2 separate regions of the Mus musculus genome follow, and region 1 is linked to region 2. The links are chromatin contacts, called in public promoter capture Hi-C maps. All regions are on one chromosome and are shown on one strand. Each heading gives the region's core, a stretch centred on a gene start, on an enhancer-like site or on the middle of the called end of the contact. The rest is flanking DNA. Distances are from core to core; before and after follow the strand shown. Region 1 overlaps Acsl4 (acyl-CoA synthetase long-chain family member 4). Region 2 holds the start of Tmem164 (transmembrane protein 164).

Region 1 (6,878 bases), core at 1,226-3,725, 310 kb before region 2:
GAGCTCAAGTTGCAGAAAATCAAACTGAAATCCTCATTGTAAGGTTGGCTGAACTACAGCGAAAATTCAAGTCTCAGCCTCAGAGTGTGTCGACAGTTAAAGGGTACTAATTGACAAAGAATGGAATCCTATAACTTGAGATGGGGATGTGTGAGAAGACCATGTTGAAGCTGAGAATTTTGAATCTTCAGATTCTCAAGGGTTTGCCCCTCCTGAAGAAGCAGTACCCTCAGCCCCACCACCACTTGAAATAATGCCTTCCCCACGTTAGGAAAGTAATTCTGCAGAGTCTGATAAACCAGCAGTGACTTTCATTGAAGAAATGGCCAGATGTATGATTATTCACTGAGTCATGGGCTGTAGCCAATGGATTGGCTAGATGGTCAGGGACTTGGAAAGATCACAATTGGAAAATTGGTGAGAAAGACATCTGGGGAAGAAGTATGTGGATAGATCTCTCCAAATGGGCAAAGGATGTGAAGATATTTGTGTCCCATGTAAATGCTCACCAAAAGGTGACTTCAGCCGAGGAGGAGTTCAATAATCAAGTGGATAAGATGACCCGTTCTGTGGACAGTCAGCCTCTCTCCCCAGCCATCCCTGTCATTGCTCAATGGGCACATGAACAAAGTGGCCATGGTGGTCGAGATGGAGGTTATGCTTGGGCTCAGCAACACGGGCTTCCACTCACCAAGGCTGACCTGGCTACAGCGGCTGCTGAATGCCAGATCTGCCAACAGCAGAAACCAACGCTGAGCCCCAGATATGGCACCATTCCTCGAGGTGACCAGCCAGCAACCTGGTGGCAGGTTGACTACATTGGACCACTTCCTTTGTGGAAAGGACAGCGTTTTGTTCTTACTGGAGTAGACACTTATTCTGGTTATAGATTTGCCTTTCCTGCACGTAAAGCCTCTGCTAAAACCACCATCCACGGACTGACAGAATGCCTTATCTATCGTCATGGTATTGAGCCAGGCGGTGGTGGCAAACATCTTTAATCCCAGCACTCGGGAGGCAGAGGCAGAGGCAGGCGTATTTCTGAGTTTGAAGACAGCCTGGTCTACAGAGTGAGTTACAGGACAGCCAGGGCTACACAGAGAAACCCTGTCTTGAAAAAAAAAAAAAAGAAGAAGAATGGTGTTTATAGATAGGAGAAAAACCAAGAACAGCAGCATCTAAGCAACACTTCAAAACGGAAATGTCCAGATTGCAGAATTATAGGTGGCTTTAAAAAAAAAAACGTTATCCTTAAATTTGTCTTAGATCTTTTTAAAGCTTCCACAGAGAATATAATCCATGTTTCACTAATAATAAGAAAGACTTTCAGTTAGTTCTAATTTATGCTGATATATTTCTCTGTGTTGATAAGTGACAATCAATATATCATCCCCAAAGGTAAAATTTGAACCAACTCAGGAGAATAAGTGATACTTAAAAAGAAGCCAAGATCTGATTTCAAATATACTAATACAATTAGATTGAATACTTCCTCTGTTTTCTTTTTTTCTTTAGGGTGGGTGAGGAGGGGTTCAAAATGGGGTATCTCTGTGTAGCCCTGGCTGTCCTGGAACTCACTCTGTAGACCAGGCTGGCCTCGAACTCAGAGATCTGACTGTCTTTGCCTCCTGAGTGCCAGGATTAAAATTGTGCACTACAGCCACCCGATATTTCCATCTTTCAACCAGATTTAAAGTCAAATCAACAACCTTTTTCTTATTATAACTATAATGCTGTTTGCTAAGACTAAGCATCCTTGCCATTCCCTCTGTTAAAATGAAACTAACAAAGGCATGGTGTGGCTGCAGGTCAGGGGAAGAGTGCTTACCTAGTAGGCCAAGGGCCTTATTTTCATCCCTCTGCACAAATAAATGAGCAAATACTAGCAAAAAAAAATATTACTGTTGTGGTCCCACGAGTCACCCCAGAAATATTTCAACTACCACTAAATAAATAGATGCCATTAAAAAGCCAGCAACTATGAAGCGTCCCACACACAAATGAAAGTGTTAATAATGTCTGGAGTCCACCGCTCCATCTATCTTTCCTATTAAAACAAACAAGAATACAAATGATAGAAGACAACTACATAATATAATACTTAATAACCCTTTTAATGTCTGTGTGTAGACTACAGAGTATTGCTTTCTACACTGGTAATCAGAGGGTCTTTGAAGGGATTTCAATAGTGAACCCTTTTTTAGTACCTCTTGTTTAATATCTGGCCTCTGGAAACAAACATGAAACTTTAGAGACTATCACTTTACCAAACACAGTCTTGCTTTGAGACACTGCAAGGAAATGTGATACCTTATAAATGTGCCCTGGATGATTTCACAAAGTAGGACGCAGAGAAAGGCTGAATCATTTCTCTCCCTCAAAGTTTTCATTTCAGAATGTTTCAGGCAGCCGTAAAGCATCATTAAGTAATCTCACTTCCTGTAAGGTCAACGGGTCTCTGAAAGTGTCCTGCAGTAACCTCAAGAGGGCCGTGCTGCAGGAAGTTCACAATCCTGACGACTAGGCAAGAAAGCCATGTGCTATGCACAGGAGTTTATTGCAATACACAACAAGAGATTTACTCAAAACAACGTTGCCTTCCACGTTAAAGGAAACTTAGCTATAACTGCACAGAAGTAACACTTGAGAAGCTAGATTCCAAAAACCATGATTTATCACGAAGAAAGGAGAATCAGCGTGGTCACATCTCCAAGCTTCCCAAGAACTGTAGCTGAGCTGTCATCCTACAGTAGAATCAGACTCCTCTTTTAGAAAAAAAAAGTTGTCTCTAGTTATCCCACATACAGAAAATACAGATAGATGTATGATCACTATACTGAAAACACTTGCAGGTTCAAACTCTTCTTTGAATCCATAGTCATGTGTCATACATGAGTAACAAGAACACTAGCTACACAGCATTAACCTCACTGTCTCTTCTGTCTGTCTGTCATCCCCTACTTCTCCTTCACATATGTGTGCACATACGTTATAGTCTTACAAAAGCTACAATTTTAGCTTATGTACAACTGAGCATTTACAATCCACCTAAAATCTACAATAATGCCTTGATTCCAAATTAAAATCTTCATCTTAAAAGGATTAAGGATTTATTTTTTTTTTTGTATTTATATGAGTACACTGCAGCTGTCTTCAGACACACACCAGAAGAATGCATTGGATCCCATGACAGATGGGTGCGAGTCACCACGTGGTTGCTAGGACCTCTGGAAGAACAGTCAGTGCTCTTAACCACTGAGCCATCTCTCCAGCCCAAAAGTTTATATTTTAAGATGAAATAAAACATATGCAGTGGAAGAAATATCTCCATTTAATTTTTATTTTTACATTCATGCAAGTTTAAAAGACAATAGTTCAAATATTGAAACTGAGTTCCAATTTAACACTGAAAATCAAAAAAAATATGTTGACAAGTTAACTTCAGAAATCAAACAAAATTTCTACCTTTTGCAGATTAATGAACATCTTGTGTTCTGGAGGCTTTTTTTGGCAGTAAATAAATAAATAAATAACATAATATAATATAATATAACATAACATAACATAACATAACATAACATAACCAGTTATAATTTCCCATCTATACTTTTCTGGAAACCTTAGCAATGCATATCAAATAATGCTTGTTTGACTACCAGCCAATGACAAAAGACTAAAGCGAATCTGAATGTTTGTAAACTAATGCAGACCCTATAAATGCCAGCTGCTGGAATAGTTAATTCTCTGGGTCTCCAGTGCAGCCTCAGCATGCTAAGAAATGAGAGCAGAGCTCTCACCGGCTCACAGGCACCATGCTTCACCCGAGCTTAAGGCAGCCCAGATGAAAGGCAGCCTGCAGAACAAACAGGGGTCAATATGCCACAACTAGACAACTTATGTTCAACTGCTGGCTGGGCCACTTACTGGAGGCTGGTGACCTCTTAGATCCAGTTACCACAAGTATAAAATAGGGAGAGCACGGCTAGTGCCCACACCTTTTGCCATGATGAACTTATAGTTTCTCAAAAGCAATGACTTCTGGTCTTTCACCTCCTTTCCTAGCACATCATTTCTCTTCTGTCAGGAACATTCTATTCTTCCCTTTTCCGGCTTCCTTTACATCTTCATTTAAGCAGTTCTGGTAGAAAGCCCTCTCTGACTGTCCATCTGTGTCACATGCATTTGACACTGGCCCTCAAAGCACTCTGGAGCTCCGCACTTAAACTTCTACTTGTGGTCTCCTGCTTTAGTTCTCTCATTATTTAAGATGAAGGCCATGCTTCTCTTGATCACCACTGCAACACTGGGGAGCACCATACGGGTACAGGGCAGACTCCAAGTAGATGCTTAGTTAAGTGTTCCTTAAATGAATATTGAATGAAATGACCAGTCAGACAATGGCAAATAACAGCAAGAGGAAATTGAGGAAGAATTTCTAAGCTACAGCTTTCATGCTACGCTGAAGTATGAGCTCTTCACATATTACAGGAGTGTTTCTTCTTATACAACGAGAAGTTTTCCATTAAACATCAAAAGAAGTATCATATTCTTACCAAAATACAAAATAAGTGCCCTTTTGTGCAAAGAACCATAACTTCATAAAGCAGAGCAAACAAGAATCCACTCGGTATGTTTACGCTTATTATTAATATCGTGTCCCATATTCCAAAGTCTTTATTTAAATAGACTATCAGAACCACGTTATACAGCTCGTGTTCAGCTCCCTAAATATCAGCTGAAACACGCAAATATTAGTGGCCTGAGTGGAGGAAAAAAAAACAGAAGATGAAACCATGAACAAAGAAGAACATACAAGAAAAAGTATTTGAAATGGTGAAAAATAAATGCAGCAATAATAGCAGCGTTTCTATACATTGCCACTGGGTGGCAGCACTGTAACTAGCTAGGCAACACAGAAATGAACCTGGAGACAGATCAGGCTGTTTTACAGAGCTTAAGTTGAAAACTCCAGTCAGTTTCTATACTGATAGGCAACACATTCAAGGTTCTGTCGTCATAGGCCTTAAGTAGGTTATGAGACTTGAGGAAGGTAAGTTTAGTTACCACTTTGGCCTAAATATGTATGTCAGTACCCTATTCTAAATGTGGAGATTCTCAGTGGAGAAAGAGGGATTAGAAAAACCTAGAAAGCATTTGCAAAATTCAGGGTGAACCACATAAAAGTATGACAGTCAAAAGTTCACTACATACATTTTTTTTAATTCCACAAACTTAAATAGTTCAATTTGACATACGCATATATTATTAATCCAGTACTACGGCTGAAAGGTAATAGTTCTATTTTTTTTTAAGGTGAAAAAAGCATTGGAAACATAGTTGGCCTTTTACTTAATGTAATAAAGAATTAACTGAACAGAGATACAACAAAGTATTTAAGGTGAAGGAATAACATATTAAAAAAACAACAGATATAAGTAAAAAATTACCAAAGAAAAGACATGTTATATTTAAGTGTAAAAAGGAAAATTTCAAAAATGTATTTAAAATATGTTTGGCAGCCTATCTTTTAGGGAAATCCAGAGTTTGTGAGAAATGGGCTTATATTCTCCATAGAAAAACAGACAAAGGTGTCTATTTAAAAAATGCTAAAACTCAGTTGTCTCTTAGGATTACCCATACTTTATTTTTGTAATTGTCTCTATATATTCTAAAATAAATGTATAGAGTACTTTGAATGCTGTGACAGAAATCAACACCTAGGTAATACAAAGTGAATTCTAGCTTAATTGCTTTGCCACTGTTATGTTATAAACAATGTTGAAATTAGGGGAAACAGTACAAATTATACATGGACTGTAGCACCATCTCTAATATATTTTCTATGGGCTTAATATCGCTCCAAATAAAACGTGTTCATTTAAAAGCAGTAAGATCAGCATTAATGTCACAATTAAAAATACAGATTATCGGTCTGGAGAGGTGGCTCAGCAGTTAAGAGCACCGACTGCTCTTCCAGAGGTCCTGAGTTCAATTCCCAGCAGCTACATGGTGGCTCATGTAATGAGCATCCAAAGCTGTCTTCTGGTGTGTCTGAAGGCAGTGACAGTGTACTCACATATAGTAAATAAATGTATGTTAGTAAATGTAAATGAGCAAGTGGGACTGGAGCGGGCGGGGCCAGAAAACAAAAGTATGTACCAATTGTAAGAATTTACAGTGTATTCACATACATACATACATACATACATACATACATACATAAGACCGTTTTTAAAAAGGAGTCATTTATTTAAGCCATTCCTAAGGATTCATAATAGGTAAACTAAACTCTTGATCAGTAAATCATCACACCTTCTAACATTATAACACAAAACTGTAGAGGCAGCTATGCCATTGAGTCTCCCTTAAATATACAAATGGTATGACTCTGCTGGACCAAGTTTACTGAAGCAAGAAACAAATCCTGAAGGATCCCCTGATTGGTTTGTAATCACCATACCATGGAGAGTTGATTAGGAAATGAATTAAAAGTTAAAATACAGTCTTGACAACTGTTTTCTGTCACATTCAAAAACAGCTACTCTCCCAAATCCTTAGTAGTTACAAATGCATGTGCAAGCATCTGTTCAAGAAACAGCCCATAAGCTGTGCTCTGCCCTCATGGAACTTGGTGTTCAATAAACAACATTTTCAGGAGACAGCAGCCTAATATAGATAAAGAGGTACACCAGGAGAAGGTCACAGACGAGGCAAATCTTCTCGTCCAACTAGATGATTACAGACTTTTAAAAGTTATTAATAATAGCTACTGAGTATCCAGTTATACGTGCTACTGCTAAAAGGTGGGGAGAGGATTATCTGGCTTGCTTACTTAAAATCAATTTTTATTTTAAAAGTTCATTTAAACGTCAGGCCAT
Region 2 (7,099 bases), core at 3,873-6,372:
GAACCCAGGGCCCTGTATAACAGGCAAGCACCACTGTACAACTAGCCAAATCCACAGTCTATGGGTTTTCTAACTTTAGTGACTAAACTAGTAGTGTTCTATCTTTTTTTTCTTTTCTTTTCTGATTCTACTCATCTGATTGGCCTGAGGTATGACCCAAACTTGTATTTAGTTTTTATTACATTTACATAATAAAACATTGTTACGTTTGAGTGTAAGTGCACACATGCTTTTGAGAACATGTGTACACCAGAGTACACTTGTGGAAGTCAGAGGACAAATTGCAGGAATTGGCTCTTTTTCCACCATGTGAGGACCGTAGGATCAAACTTAGGTAGTCAGGCTTAACACCAAGCACTTTTCCCTGCTGAGCCATCTCTCCAGCCCAAGAGTCCATGTAGCCACAGCAGATCACTATGGGGTTAGGTTTATCTGCACCTCCAAACAGCTCTAGATGACTTTAGCTTTGTTTGAACTCCTCCTGTGCCACATCCAGCTTGACTGGGACTTGACCTGACCGTGTGTGACAAGGGAATGAAGAAAGGGCACACACACACACACACACACACACACACACACACACACACACACACACAGAAAAGCTGGGGTCAAGTGGCGTCTGATGGGGGTGGCACCAACTACAGCAACAACCTGGAACCTCAGCTTGTCTATTAGGTACAGAACAGGGAGGAAGAGTTAGGTAGACTCAGCAGGAGACGTCTCTAAGTGAGCAGTCTCCTGCTGTCAACAACAAGCAGGAAGAAGCTGCAGGGCTTTTCGTTTTTTTTTTTTTTTTTTTTTTTGCACCTATTAGCCAATCATTAGTCCACACTTGTATCTGGACCAGAGGAGGGCTTTGCCATTTGCATGGGTCTGAAGGATTGGGTCCCTGACAAGTCAATATACTCTCACTTAGGACTTTATTTGGTCTTTACACATTCAGTCATGGCTGCCTTGGCTCCCCACATCCCAGATTTTCAATTTTGTCTTGTTTTGAGACAGGATCTTGCTATAGAGCCCCGGCTACCCTGGGACAGGCTATGCTATACAATTTGACCTCAACCCCCTGATGATACTGCCTCAGTCGCCTGCTTTTTAGGAAGATGGGCATCACCGCATGCAGCTCTAACCTGTGTAGCTCATTCATACAGGCACGGTTTGCTTTTTGTCTGCTTGGCTTTATAGCCCTCCTCAAACCAAGTAGTATTGTTTAACCTTGTTCATAGGTGCTCCGTAGGGAGGAGCTTAAGCTCCTTCAGGGCAAGAATTGCTCCCAGGTCTAGAACATTCTTCTGCACATTACAGAGGCTCCCCGACTGTAGAGAATGAAGGCTGCTGTTGAATGAATGGGAGGGGGAGAAACAGAAAGCAGACAGACCCAGACAAAGGCTTCTTCAGTCTCCCCCATACACATGCAGTTTATTATTCCTGATAGTACTTCACAGAACTTCAGAATTGTACATTGTTTTTTTGCTTGCATTTGACATGCGGGTTTGGTGTGCGTCTTTTCCTAAGGTAGACATGGGCAAATATCTCTTCATCTCAGGTAAGGCATTAATGATAGACTAAAAAAAAAAATCATTCCCCCAAAGTCTAGTTTAGTGAACTAGGGAGTTTATCTGGGCCTACTTACAGGCCCATGAATGACTCAAAAGCAGCTGCATCAGTGAAAAGCCCACCCCAGCAAAAACCTCCCCAAGAAGCCAGGTAGACAGACTTGCATGTCTTTAAGGCCAGCATTCGGGAGGCAAAATCAGGTAGATCTGTGCATTCCAGGCCAACTTGATCTATGAACCCAAGTTCCAGGACAGCCTGGGCTACATAAGTAGATCCTGTCTCACAAAAACAAACAAACAAACAAAAAACCACCACCAACAACAAAACAAGACACAGGAAAACCCTTCCCCCAATACCAGCTCCTTCCATCCTTGCTCTCCTCTTACTCACTTTATCACCCTTAAGGAGGTGGTCCCTAAACCACCAATGCCCCATATCACAGTCTTCCCTTCACAGCCTACTCCTGCCTCCCACCTCCTGCCGGCTTCCTTTTATCTCACCCTCTACCCTGCTGCACCCATGCCCCCCCCCCCCAGGGGCCCCAGAGCAGCCTCTCTTGCAACTGCTCTGAACTGCTCAAACTGCTAGTCCACACCAGGTTCCCTTTTCACTATGGGGCACTAGGACTTCCCTAAGAGCCAGTGAGATGGATAATCAGGTAAAGGCACTTTGCTGCCAAGCCTGAAGATTTGACTTGGACTCCCGGGACCTACACGGTGAGAGGAGAGAACTGACTCTTGTCCTCGGACTTCCAAACACATGACATGGTACTTGAGTGTCCCGTGCTCTCACATAATGAATGAATGAATGAATGAATGAATAAATAAATAAAATAATTTAAAAATGCTGCACTTAAAAAGCATTTTTGTTGTTGTTCTTAAAATTCGACCCATCATTTGTTTAATTTCTTCCTTGCCTCTTTACCTATAGGGGCAACACTTTCTTTGTGTTTCTTTGGTGTTTACTATGTGTCACTCTGTTAGGCACCGAGGGGTATGTTTGTGTAGAAAACATTAAGACCCTCCCATGCGGTCGGTGGAAGAGCTGGGTGTGGGAGGCAGGACTCACAGAGAGAACAATGGAAGGCAGTATGTGATTCAGAAGAAAATGAGAAGTGCACGCAACAAATGCTATACAAGTTTGGAGGAGGGAGAGCCCGCTGGAGGCTGGGTGGGGGATTGAGAAGAGTGATTTTTCCGTGGGTTTTGGAAGGTGGCTTGTTTCTGTAGATGTGGGGGAGGGCACCGAATTGGAGTGTATCACTTAAAGGCACATGCAAATGCTTGCTTGGATTCTTTTTTTGTTTGTTTGTTTGGTTGGTTTTTTTGAGACAGGGTTTCTCTGTGTAGCCCTGGCTGTCCTGGAACTCACTCTATAGACCAGGCTGGCCTCAAACTCAGAAATCTGCCTGCCTCTGCCTCCCAAGTGCTGGGATTAAAGGCGTGGGCCACCACCAATTAAAGGCACTTGCTTGGATTCTTAACAACAGGTAGTATTTAGTGGATACGCTCCACGTGACAGACAGGAAATAATGTTTTACAGAAGTCAACTCATTTGAACGAGCAAAACCCTATGAGCTATATTGTCATCCTTCTTCAAAGATAAGGAACTTGAGGCCTCCAGATGCTACATTCCTGTGCTCGGAGCCCCCTCACTTTGTTCTTTGGTCATACAGCCGAGATTCAGAAAAAACAAAACAAAACAAAACCCCAAAAAACCAACAACAACAACAACAACAAAACCGCCTAAGGAGGGCCAAGTGAGTGCCTCTGAACTGATCTTGTTCCTGGCCATTCTTTATTAGTTAGCCTCTTGAAAAACATCCTGCCTTTGGTGGATGCTTCAAAAAGCTTAAAGTCAGACAAGCTTGCCTGGCTGTATTTGTTAGGTTGCAAAGGATGGGAAGGTATCGGCCTGATAATCCAGGAGACTGTAGTTTACATCTTAAGACTGGCTTACAGTCGACATCAGAAAGTGTTTCCTAAGCAAGGTACCTAACTGTGGTTTTTCTGGATATTCTTCTAACGTATGCGAGTCTGCAATAAATATTAAACCAATATGAGGTACATTCTGAGTAGTTCTTTCCTTAATTACCGGCCCTTAGAGGAGCCAGCCCAGCCACGAGGTAGAGAGCGTCAGAGAAGAGGGGGCCCCCTGGACCCAGCTAGCGCTCACTTTTCCTGGCTGTTCTTTCCAAGGTGGGGTTAGGAAGCAGCTGCGCTCTCTCTGTCTCTCGCTCTCTGTGTCTCTCTGTCTCTGTCTCTGTCTCTCTCTGCGGGTGGGGGACGGGGGTGGGGAGGGAAAGAGGTCAGGAGAATCTTCTTTTCCTCCACCAAGTCTATCACTGAAGGTTCGCTGTGGTCGGAAGGGGGCGGAGAGGAAGAAGGACGGCAGGAGGGAAGGAGGGAGAGAGCCAGCAAGGTTTGTGTAGGGTGGGGGGAGGGGGGAGAGAGAGAAAAGCATCAGAGCTGGGTTAGAAGGAGTCCGAGGAGAAATCCTCAAATTTAGGCACTCAAGAAGAAAGTGAGGCTGTGACAAGAAGGTGAGCAATACTTTTATGGTCTTTTTTTTTTTTTTTTTTTGAATCTCCCATTTCAAGGCCGAAGGGAGGAAGCAGGAAGTCCATACTCAGCACACTCCCCAAGCTAAAGCCTGTCCATCAGTTTCACAGCCTTACTCCTAGAAGTTAGCGAGGACCGGCTGAGTGCCCAGTATGTGGTCAGGTATGCAAAGTAGTGGCCCGAGAACCAGGTCAACGGAGGAGTTAGTCCGCCAGGCTTAGGTGGGGAGGTGAATTCAGTCACAGTGGCGAAAGAGCAAAACTGTGCGCGAGTGCACGCTTGGAGTGCAGAAGACCAGGCTGGAGAAGGAGGAGGAAAGAGGCGGGGATGGGGCCTCCGAGGGTAGCAGGGTGGGGGCGGGGGTGGGGTGGGGTGGGGTGGGGAGCAGAGAGGAAGCAGGGCAGGAGGTGGGAAGCGAGGACGAAGTGGGTAGGCTGTGGAGGGAAGGCTGCGAGGCGGGGCAGTGGTGGCTTGAAGACGTGTGTATGTGTGTGTGTGTGTGTGTGTATGTGTGTGTGTAGGGAGGGAGTGAAGTGGATCGGAGGAGTGTGTGTGTGTGTGTGTGTGTGTAGGGAGGGGGTGAAGTGGACGGGAGGAGGGCCGAAGGTGGAGGGAGTTGGCGACGAGGGGGTGGAGAGAGGGAGGGGAAACCGGAGGAAGCGAGCGGCGGCTGCCGGGGGAGGAAGGCAAGGAGGAGGAGCCGGAGCGGCGGCGGTGGCGGCTGCTGCTGCTGCTGCGGCCGCCTGGGGAGCCCAGCCGAGTGCCGCCTGGGGCTGCGGGGAGTGAGGGGAGACGGAGAGTTCGGTGGAGCCCGGGCAGCGGAGCCGAGCAGCGGGTGAGTGGAGCCCCAGGGGGACTCGGCGGCCAGTCCTCGGGGGGCCGGACGAGGAGGAGCGGGAAGATGGAGCGGTGGCGGCGGGGCGGAGGGTGGCGGCCCCATGGCCCGGCCCCTGGCTGGCCCCGCGTCCCCGCCCTCCCTCTCGGCTTCCTCCCGCCGCCCGCCTGCGCCTGGGGGGCTGGTCCGGAGCAGGCGGAGGGCTGAGGGTGGCGCTGGCCCGGAGGGCGGGCGTGAGGGGCCAGGGGGGGTGGAGCTGGGGGTTCGGGGGTGTACCCAGGGGCGGGAGGCTGGACCGGGACTGCTCTAAATTGGCTGGAGAGGGGGCCCCGTCGGCGGCGAAGTTGCTAGCTGGGGGCAGAGACGGCCACGCGGTTGCAGGAGTAAGACCCCCCCCCCCTCTCGTGGAGTGGCTGAGACGAGGAGTCCGGCGTCCCTGCCCTCCCCGTCGCCCTCCCCGCCTGCCCAGCCCTGCTAGCTTCTCTCCTAGCCTCCGCGTGTCCCCTCTCTCTCTCACCCCCTTCTGCCTCCCGCTTGGCTCCCTCGGCAGTGCCTAGTGCCGGGCCCCCTAGGTCCCAGTCCTGACCCTCTTGGCCTCCAACTTGCCTTCACCCGTGCTTGCTTGGCCACCACTCCCGTTCCCCTTTTCTTCCCTCACTAGTTACCCCTCCCCGCTTCGTTAATTCCCGTGCAATTGCCTCTTTGAGACCTTTTTTTCCTCTCCTTCCTTTTAGATTGGCCAACGGCTCCTTTCAACCCTGCCTCGTTGGTGGCCACTGGAGAAGCGCGGGGGGCTCCCCAGACAGCCGTGGGGACAAGTTAGAGCCAGCACTTTATCCCGGGCCTCGCGTGTAGCTTTCCCTCCCCTGTTCTAGGTGCCCCAGTGTCCAGAGGGGGGTGCGGGTGTGCCCTCCTTACATGTTCCACCGCCCGGGCAACCCTTCGGTCTCGTGTTCCATCTCGCTCTTGCTTCCTGTACCGTAGTCAAGTGGAGCCACTTTGCATCATGTCCCGGTATAGCTACCAAAGTCTCCTGGACTGGCTCTATGGGGGCGTCGACCCCAGTTTTGCAGGCAATGGGGGCCCCGACTGTGCTGCCTTCCTGTCTTGGCAGCAGCGGCTGCTGGAAAGTGTGGTGGTCCTGACCCTGGCCCTGTTGGAGATCCTGGTGGCCCTGCGGCACATCCTGAGGCAGAAGGAGGACGGTAGGGGTGGCCGTAGCAGCCAGCCACAGCAGGTGACCCAGCGGCCAGAGGAAGGCAAGGAGAGCCTGAGCAAGAATCTGCTCTTAGTAGCCCTGTGCCTGATCTTCGGGGTGGAGGTGGGCTTTAAGTTCGCCACCAAGACCGTCATCTACCTGCTCAACCCTTGTCACCTGGTCACCATGATGCATGTGAGTCTGTTGACTTTTTCCTGGGCAGCCTAAGTGATAAGAGTCATTAGCGTGCTCAGGACACTGGTGTGTAGAGCACTTCGTTCCCGTGGGAAGTGGGACCCTTACAAATGCTTTTCCAACCAGCATCCGCTTTTGTGCTAGTAAACTTCAGCATTGCACAACAGGTCAGCCCCACAGTGGAGGTGAACCCTAGAAATGACTTGCACTTGGAGCCCCATGCCCCTCCCATCTCAGCTCTGCTGGGGCCTGGCCTTTTCACCAGCAGGAAGTCCAGCCCCAGCTAGGTGACCATTCAGGATCACATCTGTGGCGCATGGCCAGCACTCCTGCCTTTTGTAGTAGTTTCCCAAGGGGCCTGGTGACAGGCTTTCCTGGAGGTGGTGGTCACACAAGCTTCTTTGTCTCCACTGTGGTACATTGGGGGGAATAGTTTTAGGGGTTTCTCTTAATGACTCTTTCATTTCAGGGTGTCTGCTCTCGGGGTGAGGTCAGCTTTTAGGTTGTAAGATACTTGAGCAACCTAATTTCCTCACAGGCTGGAGATCGCGATCCCGTGTGAGAGGGGTTTTCCTTTTTTCAAACTTCTCCATCTTACCACTTGAAGTCTCCGTCCTATGCTCCAAGGGTGTTCAAGAAAGCTGACTTCTTTTGCTTCCCTGACCTCTTACCCATTAAGCTATGCTAAGACAAGCAAATGGGATTGATAGGGGAAGTTGCCAGCTGGGTACCAGTAATCTGTTCTTTCCTAGG

The links. Promoter capture Hi-C pulls out the DNA fragments that hold promoters and counts their contacts.
Region 1: a contact with region 2 is called in a promoter capture Hi-C map of the HPC-7 cell line. The contact joins the enhancer-like site here to the promoter of Tmem164 in region 2. A contact is called at or near these places in 15 of 39 promoter capture datasets (the 3T3-L1 cell line, 3T3-L1-derived adipocytes, the C10 cell line and 9 more), 5 of 484 Hi-C or Micro-C datasets (the BV-2 cell line, CD4 T cells, the N1E-115 cell line and 2 more) and 2 of 9 other capture datasets (adipose tissue and liver).

Annotation. Positions count from the first base shown.
Region 1 is chrX:142,367,681-142,374,558 of GRCm38.p6, forward strand. The region is part of intron 1 of Acsl4 (acyl-CoA synthetase long-chain family member 4); the gene reads right to left. Among named protein-coding and RNA genes, the nearest start is that of Acsl4, 19 kb to the right of the region's middle. Within about 2 kb of position 2,476, at least 64 of the 459 cell types and tissues checked have an H3K27ac peak or open chromatin away from gene starts, as enhancers often do. A contact at or near this core is called in the BV-2 cell line, the HPC-7 cell line, the N1E-115 cell line and 1 more, where this site is marked.
Region 2 is chrX:142,676,604-142,683,702 of GRCm38.p6, forward strand. It overlaps Tmem164 (transmembrane protein 164), which reads left to right and starts at 5,123. Exons shown (of 7, transcript NM_001199360.1): 1 at 5,123-5,336; 2 at 5,688-6,346. The coding sequence starts at 5,960.